Linked DNA regions of Mus musculus: all the other regions are linked to region 3. Evidence: chromatin contacts called from public Hi-C and promoter capture Hi-C data. All regions are on one chromosome and are shown on one strand. The core of a region is the stretch at or near the end of the contact, and the rest is flanking DNA. Distances in the headings are between cores, read along the strand shown.

The links. Promoter capture Hi-C pulls out the DNA fragments that hold promoters and counts their contacts. Hi-C and Micro-C count contacts between places; a contact is called where the count stands out from the background.
Region 1: a contact with region 3 is called in a Hi-C map of regulatory T cells, with 3 times the contacts expected there. The contact joins the enhancer-like site here to the promoter of Zfp26 in region 3. A contact is called at or near these places in 25 of 39 promoter capture datasets (the 3T3-L1 cell line, 3T3-L1-derived adipocytes, the C10 cell line and 14 more), 4 of 15 datasets of contacts at CTCF or cohesin (embryonic stem cells, pro-B cells and stem cell-derived epiblast-like cells), 54 of 484 Hi-C or Micro-C datasets (8-cell embryo, B cells, CD4 T cells and 23 more), 29 of 115 datasets of contacts at active chromatin or transcription factors (the 230-238 cell line, the SCID.adh cell line, bone marrow-derived macrophages and 14 more) and 5 of 9 other capture datasets (adipose tissue, embryonic stem cells, liver and 2 more).
Region 2: a contact with region 3 is called in a promoter capture Hi-C map of pre-B cells. The contact joins the enhancer-like site here to the promoter of Zfp26 in region 3. A contact is called at or near these places in 9 of 39 promoter capture datasets (the C10 cell line, cranial neural crest, embryonic stem cells and 4 more), 1 of 15 datasets of contacts at CTCF or cohesin (large pre-B cells), 3 of 115 datasets of contacts at active chromatin or transcription factors (acute myeloid leukemia, bone marrow-derived macrophages and embryonic stem cells) and 2 of 9 other capture datasets (adipose tissue and liver).

The regions. Positions count from the first base shown.
Region 1 is chr9:20,608,171-20,612,771 of GRCm38.p6, forward strand. It overlaps the pseudogene Fbxl12os. Among named protein-coding and RNA genes, the nearest start is that of Gm51704, 21 kb to the left of the region's middle. Within about 2 kb of position 1,856, at least 12 of the 459 cell types and tissues checked have an H3K27ac peak or open chromatin away from gene starts, as enhancers often do. A contact at or near this core is called in regulatory T cells, where this site is marked.
Region 2 is chr9:20,680,433-20,684,911 of GRCm38.p6, forward strand. All of the region lies in intron 1 of Olfm2 (olfactomedin 2), which reads right to left. Among named protein-coding and RNA genes, the nearest start is that of Pin1, 31 kb to the left of the region's middle. Within about 2 kb of position 1,784, at least 12 of the 459 cell types and tissues checked have an H3K27ac peak or open chromatin away from gene starts, as enhancers often do. A contact at or near this core is called in pre-B cells, where this site is marked.
Region 3 is chr9:20,458,120-20,462,622 of GRCm38.p6, forward strand. It overlaps Zfp26 (zinc finger protein 26), which reads right to left and starts at 2,041. Exons shown (of 10, transcript NM_011753.3): 1 at 1,826-2,041; 2 at 1,428-1,542.

The DNA of each region.
Region 1 (4,601 bases), core at 606-3,105, 150 kb after region 3:
TTCCAGAGGGCCCGAAGTCAGTTCCTAGTATGCACATGGAGGCTCACAACCAACTAAATCTCTGCTTGGTATCCAAGGACCTCTTCTGAACCCTGAAAATACCTGCGCAAATGGTACACACACACACACAGTAGAAAATTTTTAAATGAATTTAAAAAATAACGATACACTTTTTAAAATAAATTTTAAGAATCATATCTATACCTACATACTAATTCCTGACTAGCCATACTTCAGATCTCAGTAATTTATACATATTTATCATAATTTTATTTTTTGTGTGATTGTGTGTACATGTGCAGACACATGACACACTTGTAGAGGTCAGAGAACAACTTACAAGTATTGGTTCTCTCTTACCATATGGGGAGTGTATGAGTGGGTCAAGCTCAACTCATCAGGCTTGGTTTTATCAGCTGAGCTGAACTATCTTATTGGTCCCATTTATTGTTTGTTTTGGTTTTCTTCTTTTGGGTTTTTTGGTCTTTTTGAGATGGAGGCTTACTATGTAGCCTTGGCTGGCCTGCAACTTGCTATGCAGATGAGTCTGGCCTTGAACTCACAAAGAACAATAAATACATTTAAAAAAAATAAATAAATCGTAGAAATTATTTCTGGAATTTTCTGTATAGTGTTTTTGGTTTCCACTTGATGGTGAATTTCTTAACCTTTAGAAATGAATATTGTGGGTATGAGGTGACTTCTATAATTTGTGAGTATGTGAATATTACTGTGCCTGGCTTTACATAGAGTCTGAAGATTTAAACTCCAATTTTGTTTTGTTTTTTAAAGATTGATTGATTGATTGATTGTATATGAGTAAACTGTAGCTGTCTTCGGACACACCAGAGGAGGGCATTGTATCCCATCACAGATGGTTGTGAGCCACCATGTTGTTGCTGGGATTTGAACTCAGGACCTCTGTAAGAGCAGTCAGTGCTCTTAACCACTGAGCCATCTCTCCAGCTCCTGAACTCCAGTTCTAATGCTTGTGCAGTAGATGTTTTGTCCATTAAGCCTTCTCCCCATATTAGATATTTTTGTTTGGTTGGTTTTCTTACTTTTTATAATTACATGTATGCAGATGCATGTGTGTGATCATGGACATACATGTGCTACAGTGTATGCATGTCCATTCTCTCCTGCAACTGTGGATTCCAGGAACTGAACTCAGGTCATCGAACTTGCACAGCAATCCACTGAGCTATCGCCTTAGCCTCCCTGTAAGTTTTAATATAGTATCCTGGTTGTCAAAATGTGGTCCACTATCAGTGCCATCACCCTGTTAGGAATGCAAATTATCCATTTCCTCCTTTGATTTACTGAATATCTATCATATTTTTTGTTTGTTTTTGCAGATCTGAGTGCTACACCTAGGCCTTACACATGCTAGGCAAGTGTTGGACTACTGTGCTACATCCCTAAGCCCTAGCAGCTAAGCTTTCTAATTTTCTTTTGAGATGAAGGTCTCACTCTGTAGCTCTGAGTGAAATTGAAACTCTCTGTATAGACAAAGCTGGCTGTGAGTTCAGAGAGAGCCACTTGCTGTCACCTTCTGGCGGGATTAAAGGTTTATATCACCGCATCCAGCACCTAGCCTCTAAATTTTAACACGCCATTGTGATGAAGATGATACACAGTACTCTAAGATACTGGTGTCGATTTTCTCATAAAAGAACAAGTATCTTTGTTTCACTTTATTTTCTGTTTGATTCAGAGTGGGTTTTGTTAGTATGTGCATGAGCCTTAATTTGGGTTTTAGGGTTCAGAGATAAACATCTAGATGTTTAGAAAAACGTGACCTACATGCCTAGTCCCTTTGAAGCATTTCCTGTACGTTCTTTAGAAAGCACAGCTCCTCGGTGCTAGGAGCAGTGACACACACCCTTCTTCCTGGCACTTTGGAAGCTCAGACAGCAGGGCTGGTTAGCCTGGATTACCTAATGTGAAATGCTGTCTCGAAGAACAAGAAAAAACCCACATATACAGAAGCTAGATTAATGACTCATTGCTTAAGAACGCTTGATGCTCTTTTAGTTCCCAGCACCCACACTGGGCAGCTCACAACCACCTGCAACTCTAGTTCCTAGGGATCTGATGCCCTCTTCTGGCCTTTAGTGGCACTTGCACACAGGTGTACACACAAACAGATACATACACACAAATAAATAATAAAAGTGAAATATATTTCTTTCTGGTTTCTCAAGATAGGACTTTTCTGCAAAGCTCTGGCTGTCCTGAAATTCACTCTGTAGACCAGGGTGGCCTTGAACTCAGAGATCCACCTGCATCTGCCTCCCAAGTGCTGAGTACCACCATCACCACCCAGAAAAAAAAAATCTTAAAAAAAAAACAAACAAACAAACAGGGAAGGGAGCTAAAGAGATGGATCAACAGGTAAGAGCACTAGCTGATCTTCCAGAAGATCTGAACTCAATTCCCATGTAACTCCAGTTCCAGGGGAATCCAATGCCTTCTTCTGACCTCCAAGTATACTGCATGAATGTGGTAAACAGACATACCTGCAAGCAAAACACCATACACAAAATAAAAATTTATCATCATCATCATCATTAGTTGGTTAGAGAAATAGCTTAGAGATTAAGAACACTTGTTGCTTTTACAGAGGACCTTAGTTCAATTCCTAGCACATGGTGGTTCACAATCATCTGTAATTCCAGTTCAGGGGCATCCTATACCCTCTTCTGATCTCTGGCATCACATATGCACATGGTGAGCATACATACATGCATATAGGTAAAGCACACATAAAAAGAATAAATCTAATAAAGAAATTAGAGGGGAAAAAAGGGATTGGGGCTCAGCTGGTAATTGCTTCCCAGGTGAGTGTGAGGGTCTGAGATCAGACCCTCAGTACAATTTTAAGTCAAGTGTAGGGACTGCACCTGTAGCTCCTGCGGTGGAGTGGGGGAAATGGGAGGATTTCTGGGGGTGTCCTTGGCTCTTGGCCAGTCTATCTGAATTAGTGAGCTCCAGGTACAGTGTGAATGTGTCTCAAAAAACTGTGGTACCAGAAAAGTATAGTGATTGAGGCCTTTAATCTCAGCACTTGGGAGGCATAGTCAGAAGCTCTGTGAGTTTGACATAGTGAGTTCTAGGACAGCCAGAGATACACAGTGAAACCATCTCAGATTTAAAAACAACAATAACCAAAAAAAAAAAAAAAAAAAAAACCCAAAAAACTGGATGTGCTGATGTGCTGGCATGCACTTGTAATCCCAATGCTTGAGAGGTGGAAATGAGAGCATCTCAGGGGTTCACTGGTTAGCCAACCTATTCTTAATCAGGAATCCCAAGTTCCAGGATGAGACCTTGTCTTGCAAAACACACCAGAGGTAGGGAAATGGCTCAGTGATAAAGCACTTGCCTCTACCATCATGAAAATTGTAGTTTGGATCCTCAAAACTCAGGTGAAAAGTGGGCAGGCGTAGTGGCTGCTTATAATCCCAAGCACTCAGAGGACAGAGACACAAGAGCTGGGCTGCAGTAGACGGCTGCAGTGGCTGCAGTGATGAGCTCCGTGTCCAGCAATAAACCCTGCCTCAGTATAAAAGGTGGAGAGTTATCAAGGAAGGCACCTGACGCATGTCCACATGCACACATACACCAACATACACATTATGTACACATAAATACACAAAGGGAGAAGGGGGTCCTAAATTTATTGTTCCTTTTTTTTCCCTACAGAATGAACCACTTCCATGAATACATTGTTTCCTTATATGTAGGATGTGAAGTCATCAAACCCAATCTGATCTCTTGGTTGGAGCAAGATTTACAGACAGTGGGGAGAGGTCTCCTTTGATTTAGGGCTTCAGTGTGTCAGCCAGGTTGGCCCCTACATATTTCTGCCTTTACCTTACGGGTACTGGAGTTGTTGGTGAGCGCCACCACACCAAGCCATATAGAAAGGTTGTCTCTACTCAGTATTGGGGATTGAACCTTGAACTTACCTAGGCAAACACTCTTGCTACTAAGACGTATCTCCAGTCCTATAATGAAACTTTCAAAGACCGAGCTGACCTCAGCAGGTGCCAGTCCTTTATCTCGGAAGGAATTCTGAACTTCTTACACTTTGCCCAGACTTTTCTGTGATCTCACAAAGTACCCTGTTATGTTTCTGTTTTTACAATTTTGTCCTATGCTATGTCAAGATCTTCCCTCCTCCTCCTCCTTGATAATGTTCTTGTTTACCATCAGTTTTCATTTTTAAAAAGTGATTTGTAGGGGCTGGTGAGATGGCTCAGTGGGTAAGAGCACCCGACTGCTCTTCCAAAGGTCCAGAGTTCAAATCCCAGCAATCACATGGTGGCTCACAACCATCTGTAATGAGAGCTGACGCCCTCTTCTGGAGTGTCTGAAGACAGCTACAGTGTACTTACATATAAATAAATAAATCTTTAAAAAAAAAAGTGATTTGTAGCTGGGCAGTGGTGGTGTACACCTTTAATCCCAGCACTCAAAAGGCAAAGGTAGACAGATCTCTTGAGTTCAAGACGACCAGCCTGGACTACAGAGCCCCAGGACAGCCAGGGCTACAGAGAGACCATGTCTCTGGAAAAAAGGGGGGAGGGGAAGAG
Region 2 (4,479 bases), core at 534-3,033, 220 kb after region 3:
TCCCCTTGTTCCCCAAAGAAAGCACAATTGCTTAGCCTCCTTTCAAAGCAAATCCAGTTCTTTCAAAACTGAACAAAGAACAGGAGCCCAAATGTCCCTGCCTATATATCCTCCCACTGGCTCAGGTCCCCAAGCAATTAGGCTAGAGCTCCCCTCAAAGATTCTCATTATGCAAAAACAAAGCAGCCCCGTCCACATAATTAGCATCTCCGGCCTGTGCTTCCTGGCATGTCCTTTGAAGCAAACAAGACACTTCTCCCAACATATGAAATATTGAATTGTAAAAGAGAAGCAAGATCTAAGCACCACGAAGAGACAGCTTCTGTGGCTTTCCTAAAATAATTGTCTGTATGGCACGCGCCCCGCTGGAGTGTTCTCTGCAGCTGTGGAATTAAATGCCTCGGGTTTGGCCGCCAGGTCTCAGCACACTAAGATCCCGAGTTTTGCCCTGCAGGGTTAAGTTCAAATATTCAGTCAAGTTCACTACTATGGAATGGGAATGACCTAGAAGGCTTGATGTTGAACAGTCCAAATGCCATTTCAAGACTGGGGTCTATGTAGCTTGGCACCAAACTCCCTAATTCCTGGAGGGTCTTAACCTGAGGGGCACAATGGTCTATCTCAGGGAAATGCATAAAATAACAGTGTGGAGCAAGCAAGATGGCCCAACTGGTAAAAGTGCTTGCCATTAAGCCTGACAATCTCAGCTCACCTCCTGGGCACCCACAGAGTAGGGGTAAACTGGCTCTCACAAGTTGTCCTCTGACCCCACAAAAGCCATTCAGTGCCTTCACATTAACACACAAATACACACACACACACACACACACACACACATATACAGAGAGAGAGAGAGAGAGAGAGAGAGAGAGAGAGAGAGAGAGAGAGAGAGAGAGAGAGAGAGGAAAATCTTGGGCACATGAGAAGAGGGAGGGGCCCCTCACCCAGTTGAAGCCTCTGTCTGGCAGAGTTAGGGGTCCCACACCATCACCAGTTCCAATCCTTCAGCTTCTAGGAATCTCACCAGAAAACGCATTTACAGGAAAGCATGAGTCCCTAAACCTCTCGTGCAACCAGTGGCTTCTGGTTCTACCTTATCCAATATAATTCCAACCAAGGCACCTCCTGAGCCACCCCATAATCTTATCAAAAGGCAGGGATGTGCTTTTCAAATACTTTATTTTAATTGGGGCGGGGTGGGGGAGAGTGGTATATGCACATGAGTGCAGTGCCCTTTGAAGCCAAAAGAGGGCGTTTGAGCCCTGGAGCTTTAGTTACATGTACTTGTGAGCTACCTCTCATGGGCGCTGAGAACTGAACTCAGGTCCTCTGTAAAAGAGGGTCATCTCTCGAGCCTCCCAGGCACTCTTTTTTCCTGAGTTCTGGTTCCCATCTTAATATGTCCACTAATGGGCTCTAAGAGGATAAGCTATGCCCTCAAGTACCTCTTCTTCAAATCACATTTTGTGAGCTGGAGTTTTCAAATACTTTCATGGAAGCTGCTGTCCCAATTAAGCACAGGGCTCCATAATAGACTCAGGGTTAATTAAGCCTGAGACACACAGGGCAATGATAGAGCTCCTTTCAAGAATTCCCCAGTGAGGGGCTGGGGGCGTGGCTCAGTGGCAGAGCCCCTGCCTAGAATCCCCCAATGAGGGGCTGGGGGCGTGGCTCAGTGGCAGAGCCCCTGCCTAGAATCCCCCAATGAGGGGCTGGGGGCGTGGCTCAGTGGCAGAGCCCCTGCCTAGAATCCCCCAGTGAGTACTGGCTTAGTAGTCATGCCAGCCTTGAGGTTTATCCCCAACTCTGCTAAAATGAAGAAAAGAAAAAAGCTTCCTGAGACAGAGGGATTGTGGCTAGGTTCCCTGGGGGCAGCCACCCCCTGAGCACTGGCTGAGGGAGGATTAGCCAACTGGAAGAGAGCAAGCAGCTGCCTCTTAATAAAATGAGGATAGAATCGAATTTGAGACTGGGTAATTTAATCAGCAAGCTGAGGTGGCTTGGGGCTTATATATTTATTTGGACTTTTCTTCCTTCCAGAAAAGCATCTAAGTGGTTTACAAGGATATGTAAAACACCACACAATGGTTCCAATTAAATTTGAGAGTGGGATCAGACACTCTGGGAGGGCGTGCTGCCAACCCACAGCCAAGGTGGTCAGATGTCTGTTCTTGCACTTTACCCAGCCAATTTGAGACTCAGAATCCAGCCCACACAAATCATAAGGATCATATGGCCAAGTACCAGGCTGCTACAGTGCTCTTTGTTTTTTTGTTTGGTTGTTTGGTTGGTTGGTTGGTTGGTTTGGTTTGGTTTTTTGAGACAGGGTTTCTGTGTAGCCCTGGCCGTCCTGGAACTCACTCTGTAGACCAGGCTGGCCTCCAACTCAGAAATCCACCTACCTCTGCCTCCCAAGTACTGGGATTAAAGGCATGCACCACCACACCCGGCTTACAGTGATCTTTTTAAAAAAAGAATTCTTTTAATTACAATGTAGGGTATGTGCGCACGAACACACACAGGTGCACACATGTGCCATGATGTGGGAGTATATGTCGATCAGAGAACAGCTAGCAGCTCTCTTCTACTGTATGAGTTCTCGGGTTGAACTTGGGCCATCCAAGGACCTTTACCTGCTGAGCCCTCTTTCTGCCCATAAAAGAATTTTATTAGGCACTGCCTAAAACTAGACAGGTAGGAGTGTCTCTTTTTTAAGTTTCTAATTACATAATAATTGGCATAATAACTTAACATTATAAGATGCATCCACAGAAAGATGCATTATAAAGCAAGAACAATCTGGGACTCTGAACCCTAGAGTGCTTATTTAGCATACATAGGCATTGGATTCCAACCTCATACCACACAAAGATATCACACGTATATATGGAACTCAGAACTTCAGAAAGTCTACAAAAGGGCTGTACAACCCAGCCCTACCTCCATCTCTAAGTCAGACTTTCTTATCACTGGCTTTAAGTTTGTTTTCTCAGTGTGTGTGTGTGTGTGTGTGTCTGTCTGTATGTATGTATGTATGTATGTATGTATGTATGTATGTCTCTGTGCTGTGTCTGTGTGTGTGTCTGTGTGTATGTTTGTGTGTGTGTCTGTGTGTATGTCTGTGTGTGTGTCTGTGTGTGTATGTCTGTCTGTGTGTATGTCTGTCTGTGTGTGTACGTCTGTGTGTGGTCTGTGTGTGTATGTCTGTGTGTGTATGTCTATCTGTGTGTATGTCTGTCTGTGTGTCTGTGTGTGTGTGTCCGCACTCGGGCCTGCAATGAACGAATGTGGAGATCAGAGGACAACCTTGGGCTTCAGTCCTCAAGCCTCAACAGTCAAGTGTTGTCTACCTTGGGTTGTTGTTGTTGTTGTTGTTGTTGTTTGTTGTGTTTGAGATAGGGATCTCTCTATGTAGCCCTGGCTGTTCTGGAACTCATCATATAGATGAGGCTGGTCTTGATCTGTCTGCCTCTACACACACACACACACACACACACACACACACACACACACACACACACGCGCGCGCGCGCGCGCACACACACACATACACACACACACACACACACACACACACACACACACCAGTGCTGCAATTAATGGCATGTGCCAACACAGCCAGCCCTCCACCTTGTTTTTTTGAGAAAGTATCTCTGATTGACCTGGAGCTCATCAATTCAGCTGAGCTGGCTGTCCAGGGAACCCCAGGAAGACTTCTGTCCCTGCCTTGCCAGCACTGGAATTACAACCATGTACCACCACAACAGAGCTTTTAAAACTGTGTGTGTTCTGGGGGTGGGTTCTAGGCTTGGTTGCATGGTGGCAAGTTCTTTAACAGCTATCACCCAAGCTTAACTTCCTCCCCAAATTTCTTTGCTATTTCAAAACAATGCATGTGTGTGTGTGTGTGTGTGTGTGTGTGTGTGTGTGTGTGTGTGAAGTTATCGATCAAGGTAGGTTAACGGTTCAGACCTCTAACTGCCCTTCCAGATTGTATCTCTAGGACCTACATAGTTGCCACTCATAACTGTCTGTAACTCCAGTTCCAGGGCACCTGACACCATCTTCTGGCCTCTACATCCTGAACACATGAGGGTACAATCATACGTGCAGGCAAAACACCCACACAAACAAGTTATTTTTTAATTTAATGCATTTCATTTTATTTATTTTTTGTGATGCATATCTCTGTCTATCTATGTCTCTGTCTCTGTCTCACTCTCTGTGTATGTGTGTGTGTTGGGGGTGGGGTCAGAGTTGGTTCGGTCCATCATGGAGGGCCCTGGACGCCATCTCAGTTAGTCAGGCTTGGCAGCAAGAGCCTTTACCTAGTGATCCACCTCACCATTTAAACAATAAACACGAATCCCTCTATAAGGAAATGTTAGATGGAAGCCAGAGCCTGCTGGAACTAAACAAGTGACTCCCCACAGTCACAGCCCAGCCCCATCATTCTTGACAGGACTCTCATAACCCTGG
Region 3 (4,503 bases), core at 791-3,290:
TCCTAATGTTTTGCCTGCATGTATATATGTGCCCACCTGAGAGGCTGATGGCCCTAGAGGCCAAAAGAGGGTGTCCAATCCTGTGGAACTGGAATTACAGAGGGTTGTGAGCCATCTTATAAACCCAGGTCATCTGCAAGAGCAACAAGCGCTCTAAAAGCAGAGCCATCTCTCTCCAGCCCCAATAAACCTATATGAGGGAGTATCTGACAAAAGGGAAGATAAGAAGAGGCAACAGAGTACACGATCGAAATATACAATGTGCATGCATGAACATATAATGAAACCCATTTTTTCCTGCAATTAAACAAAAGGTAAAAATTTTAAGTTTTCCTGAAACATGCTACCCAACCAGGAGAAAAGCATTATGTTCAAATATCATACGACTTTAGAAAAATACTGTTTGGCTTCAGACGGAGACAAGGGACTGAGGTACATATCATACACACCAAAGCAGACCTGGCCTCCAGGTTCTCCCAGAATCCCTCAGTTCCTACCTGGCATTCCCTGCCCAACCCTGAACTTTCCAGGCCAGGGACTGGGCTGCCCTTCCCACAAAGGCTCTTCCCTATATAAACCAAACACTTTGGTCTCCCCTTTCTTGTGTTTTCTTTCTCTCTTTCTCTCTCTCTCTCCTTCCCTCCCCCCCCCCCCCACTTTCTTTCTCTGCCCACAGATGCCTTTTCTCCTGCCCACCCCCCAATCCCCACTCCACACAATGACTTCCCCGGCCTCTATCCTTGGGGCCAATGTACTCACCAGAGAGCAGCGTCCCAATAAACCTGCTCTAATATTCTAATCTGGCTTGAATTGGCTCATTTCACCAGTGGAGAAATAACATATCAAATAAAGCCTCACCCATTCCTTAACAGAGTTCTATTATTTATTTAAGGGGGGGGGGGCGCACATGACTGCAAGTGCCTAGAGACTCTGGTCTCCCCATTCCCAGATAGCTGGAATTACAGGCTGTTACACGCCACTAACATGGGTGCTGGGAACTAAAATCTGATCCTCTAGAAATGACATGTGGTCTCTTAATCACTAATCCATCTCTCCAGTCCCAAGTTTCAGTTTTTCATGAGCCATCCCTTGAGTGCCAAACTCCCTATTTTTCCCTTGTTAATACTTTATTGTTGGGATGAAGGGAAGGGGTAAGGGATGGTTTGTGGTCTGCAAACAGATAAATATGCATGGCCTGAGCATTTAACACTTTCTCAAAATGGATGCATGAGGTTTGGGGGAGAGAGAGAGAGGGGAGAGGAGAAAGGGAGAGTGCAAGAGAGGGATGGAGGGAAGAAGGGAGGGAGAGAGAGAGAGAAACAGAAAGAACTAATGAAATGCATCGGTTTCCACGAAAGCAACTAAATTCTAATAGTTGATAGTGAGAGAGACTGTGGAGGAAATGAGAACGGACAGAAGCTCCTCACCCTGGGACTTTCCTGCTCCATCAAATTCCACCCACTGCTCACAATGAAGCGGGATGGCCAGGTTCCTGGAGCGATGGGGCGCGAAGACAGATTCCAACGGCCGAAATCCTTCTTTCTGGAAGGCAAAAATTTTGTACGATTACCTTAAAGGCGTTCGAGGCAGCAAGGGCTACATTCGAAGGCACGGGGAGCTCAAATATCGTTCCGATGAAATGGCCCCCGGCCGGGACCTGAGAAGTGCAGGGCCCTAGCCTCTGAGAAGCAACGGGGCGAGACTCGCGGCCTGGGAACCAGCGGAGTCGCCATGGAGGCCACACCCAGGCCTCACTCCCCACCTCCGCCACCGCCCATCCCCTTACCTAGCCTCACCAGAACCCGCCCAGCCGGCCTGCTACTACCGAGAAAAAGAGAAGGGGGCCGCACGAAGCCACACCGGAAGAGACGGAGGCGAGCTGCGGTTCACTTCCGTTTACCGTGTCCGAGTCCTTCCGGAATTGAAATTTCGGTTCCCCGGAATTGGATGCCGATTGATTCTGAAGCGGAGGTTAAAAGCCCAGTCAAAGAATGAAATTGAAGTTTGAACAAGATTTCTGAGCGAGAACGGCCTTCTCGATTGGCCAATCCCAGTGCAAAGTTAAACACACACCGGGAAGTACGGGGTCTCAGGAGGCTCACAAACCTTTCCTTCCCTACCTCCTCTTGGTTCCTGTACTTCCTGGGCAGATGCACTGCCAGGTCTGTGAACCAGCCTATAGCTTCCATTTAACCACTTCAGTCTTTACTCTCTGGATACCATGCTAAATTCTAATCGTTGGTAGTGAAACGAGCTAGAAAGATGGGGAAAATGAAGAGGACATGAAAAAAGAAAGCCTCACACCCTGAGACTTTCTGATGAAAAATTTAAAATGTGAACACAACTGATACAGCCAAAAATTGCATATACAGAGGGAAAAAATGTGTGTTTTCATAAAGATATCTCAAATAAGATGTTAAAAGCAAATATCAGTGCATGGCAGCACACCCCTGCAATCACAGCACGCAGAGGCAGAGACAGGCAATCTTCTTGATTCGAGGACTGCTAGATCCACAAAATAAGTTTCAAGCCAGCCAGGACTGCAAAGTGAAAACTCATCTCAAAACAAAATGAAAATAGTAAGGCGACAAATTCTACTTACTTAGGGCCAAAATGTCAATAGTCTTGAATTTTACTATATTAGCATTCCTCTCAACCCTAAATCTGAACAATGTACTTCACAAAACCATCTTACAATTTCATTTACAAACATATTCATTAAGAGTAAACAGTAAGAGTAAAAATTAAGTTAATATATTGTACTTAATTTTAAATGTTATTTAAATTTTAAGCTATGCTTAATCTTTAAACCTTATAAATTATATCCTTTGAGAAATATAACTTAGAAAGTCACAAGATTTTATATGTGTGTGTGTGTGTGTGTGTGTGTGTGTATGCATTGAAGATATACTTAAATGGGATGCCCTATAGAAGCCCACACCAGTATCTTGTGATTGTGTACTATCTCTTTCCTATAAAACTTTGTGTCCTCTACTGATCTAGCACTAAGGAGGCAGAAGCCAGCGAATATCTGTGATTTTGAGGCTAGCCAACTCTACAAAGTGAATTCTAGGACAGCCAGGGGCTGGTATATAGAGATACCCTGTGGAAGAAGAGAAGAAAGAGGAGGAGACCAACAACAAAAACAAAGGGGTGTGTGTGTGTGTGTGTGTGTGTGTGTGTGTGTGTCTGTGTGTGTGTGTGCATGAGCCCTGGCCCTCTAGAAGAGCTTTATACCTTCATATTATGTTTGCTCCAGGAATGAAAGTGGCCATGCAGTATTCCTTTCCTCTGTGTGTGTGTGCATGTGTGTGTGTGTGTGTGTTCTGTGACTTAGCCTGTCTGTCACCACCTTTAATTGTTGGCAGACAGATATCCTGAGATTGGTTTTGAATGTCTTGGTGAGTTGTGACAATGAGCTAGCCTTGGATGCTAGCCCTGAGTATCTGAAATAAGACCTGGGGCCCTTGCAGGATTTGCTCACTGATGCCCACGATGGAACATCTGTAAGTCACAGTTGAACTCTGTGCCATTCTTAGTCTAGAGGTGGCCCACCCAGCAGCTTACTTCAGTTGGAAATATGCAAATGCATTTGGCCTTTTTTTTACTAGGGATTTTGCAGGAAACCTTGCTAAATACTTTTTAGCTTTTATTGCATTTCTATGTTTTGTGTGTTCATGGACACATGTGCCTTGGTACACTATGGAGGTCAGAGAATAACTTACAGGCATCGATTCTCTCCTTTCACTACGTGGGTCTTGAGAATCAAACCCAGATCATTAAGCTTGGCAACATACTTACAAGTTTACAAGTCTTAGTTTTTATGTTCTCTCTCTCTCTCTCTCTCTCTCTCTCTCTCTCTCTCTCTCTCTCTCTCTCTCTCTCTCTTAGTTGGGGAGGCTGTTTGAGGCAGGGTCTCTCTATTATGTAGCTCTGGCTGTCCTGGGAGTTCACTATGTAAAGGAAGCTGACTTCAAACTCACAGAAAAGTACCTTCTTCTCCCTCCCATGTTTGTTTGTTTGTTGTTGTTGTTGTTGGGACAGAGTCTCTCTATGTAAAGCAGGCTGAGCTTGAGGCCTTGGAACACACAGAACTCTGCCTATCTCTATCTCCCTAGTACTGGAATTAGTATTGAGCCACCATACCCATCAGTTCTAATGTATTTTTAAGGGTTTATACATGAGCTTTCCCAGCTCAGTAAATCCTGTAGACTAGTAACCAGAGATAAAGAGTGTGCTGGGTTTAAGGTCCTACAGCAGCATAAGCCAAACCTGAGCTCTGACACTCATTCCTCTATGTGGTGGCAACATATGGAAAACATGGAAGTCTGCCCTCCCACTGAGAAGGGCAAAAAGGAAACCCATGTTAAGAGCTAGGCCTCACATGACTACAGAAAAACTTCCAAGATAGTGCCTGAGGAATTAGCAATGTTGAACTCAGTCAGGCACAAAAAGTCTAGTTTTCTCCTATGAAGATTGGGTTACAACCTGTCAATCATGTAA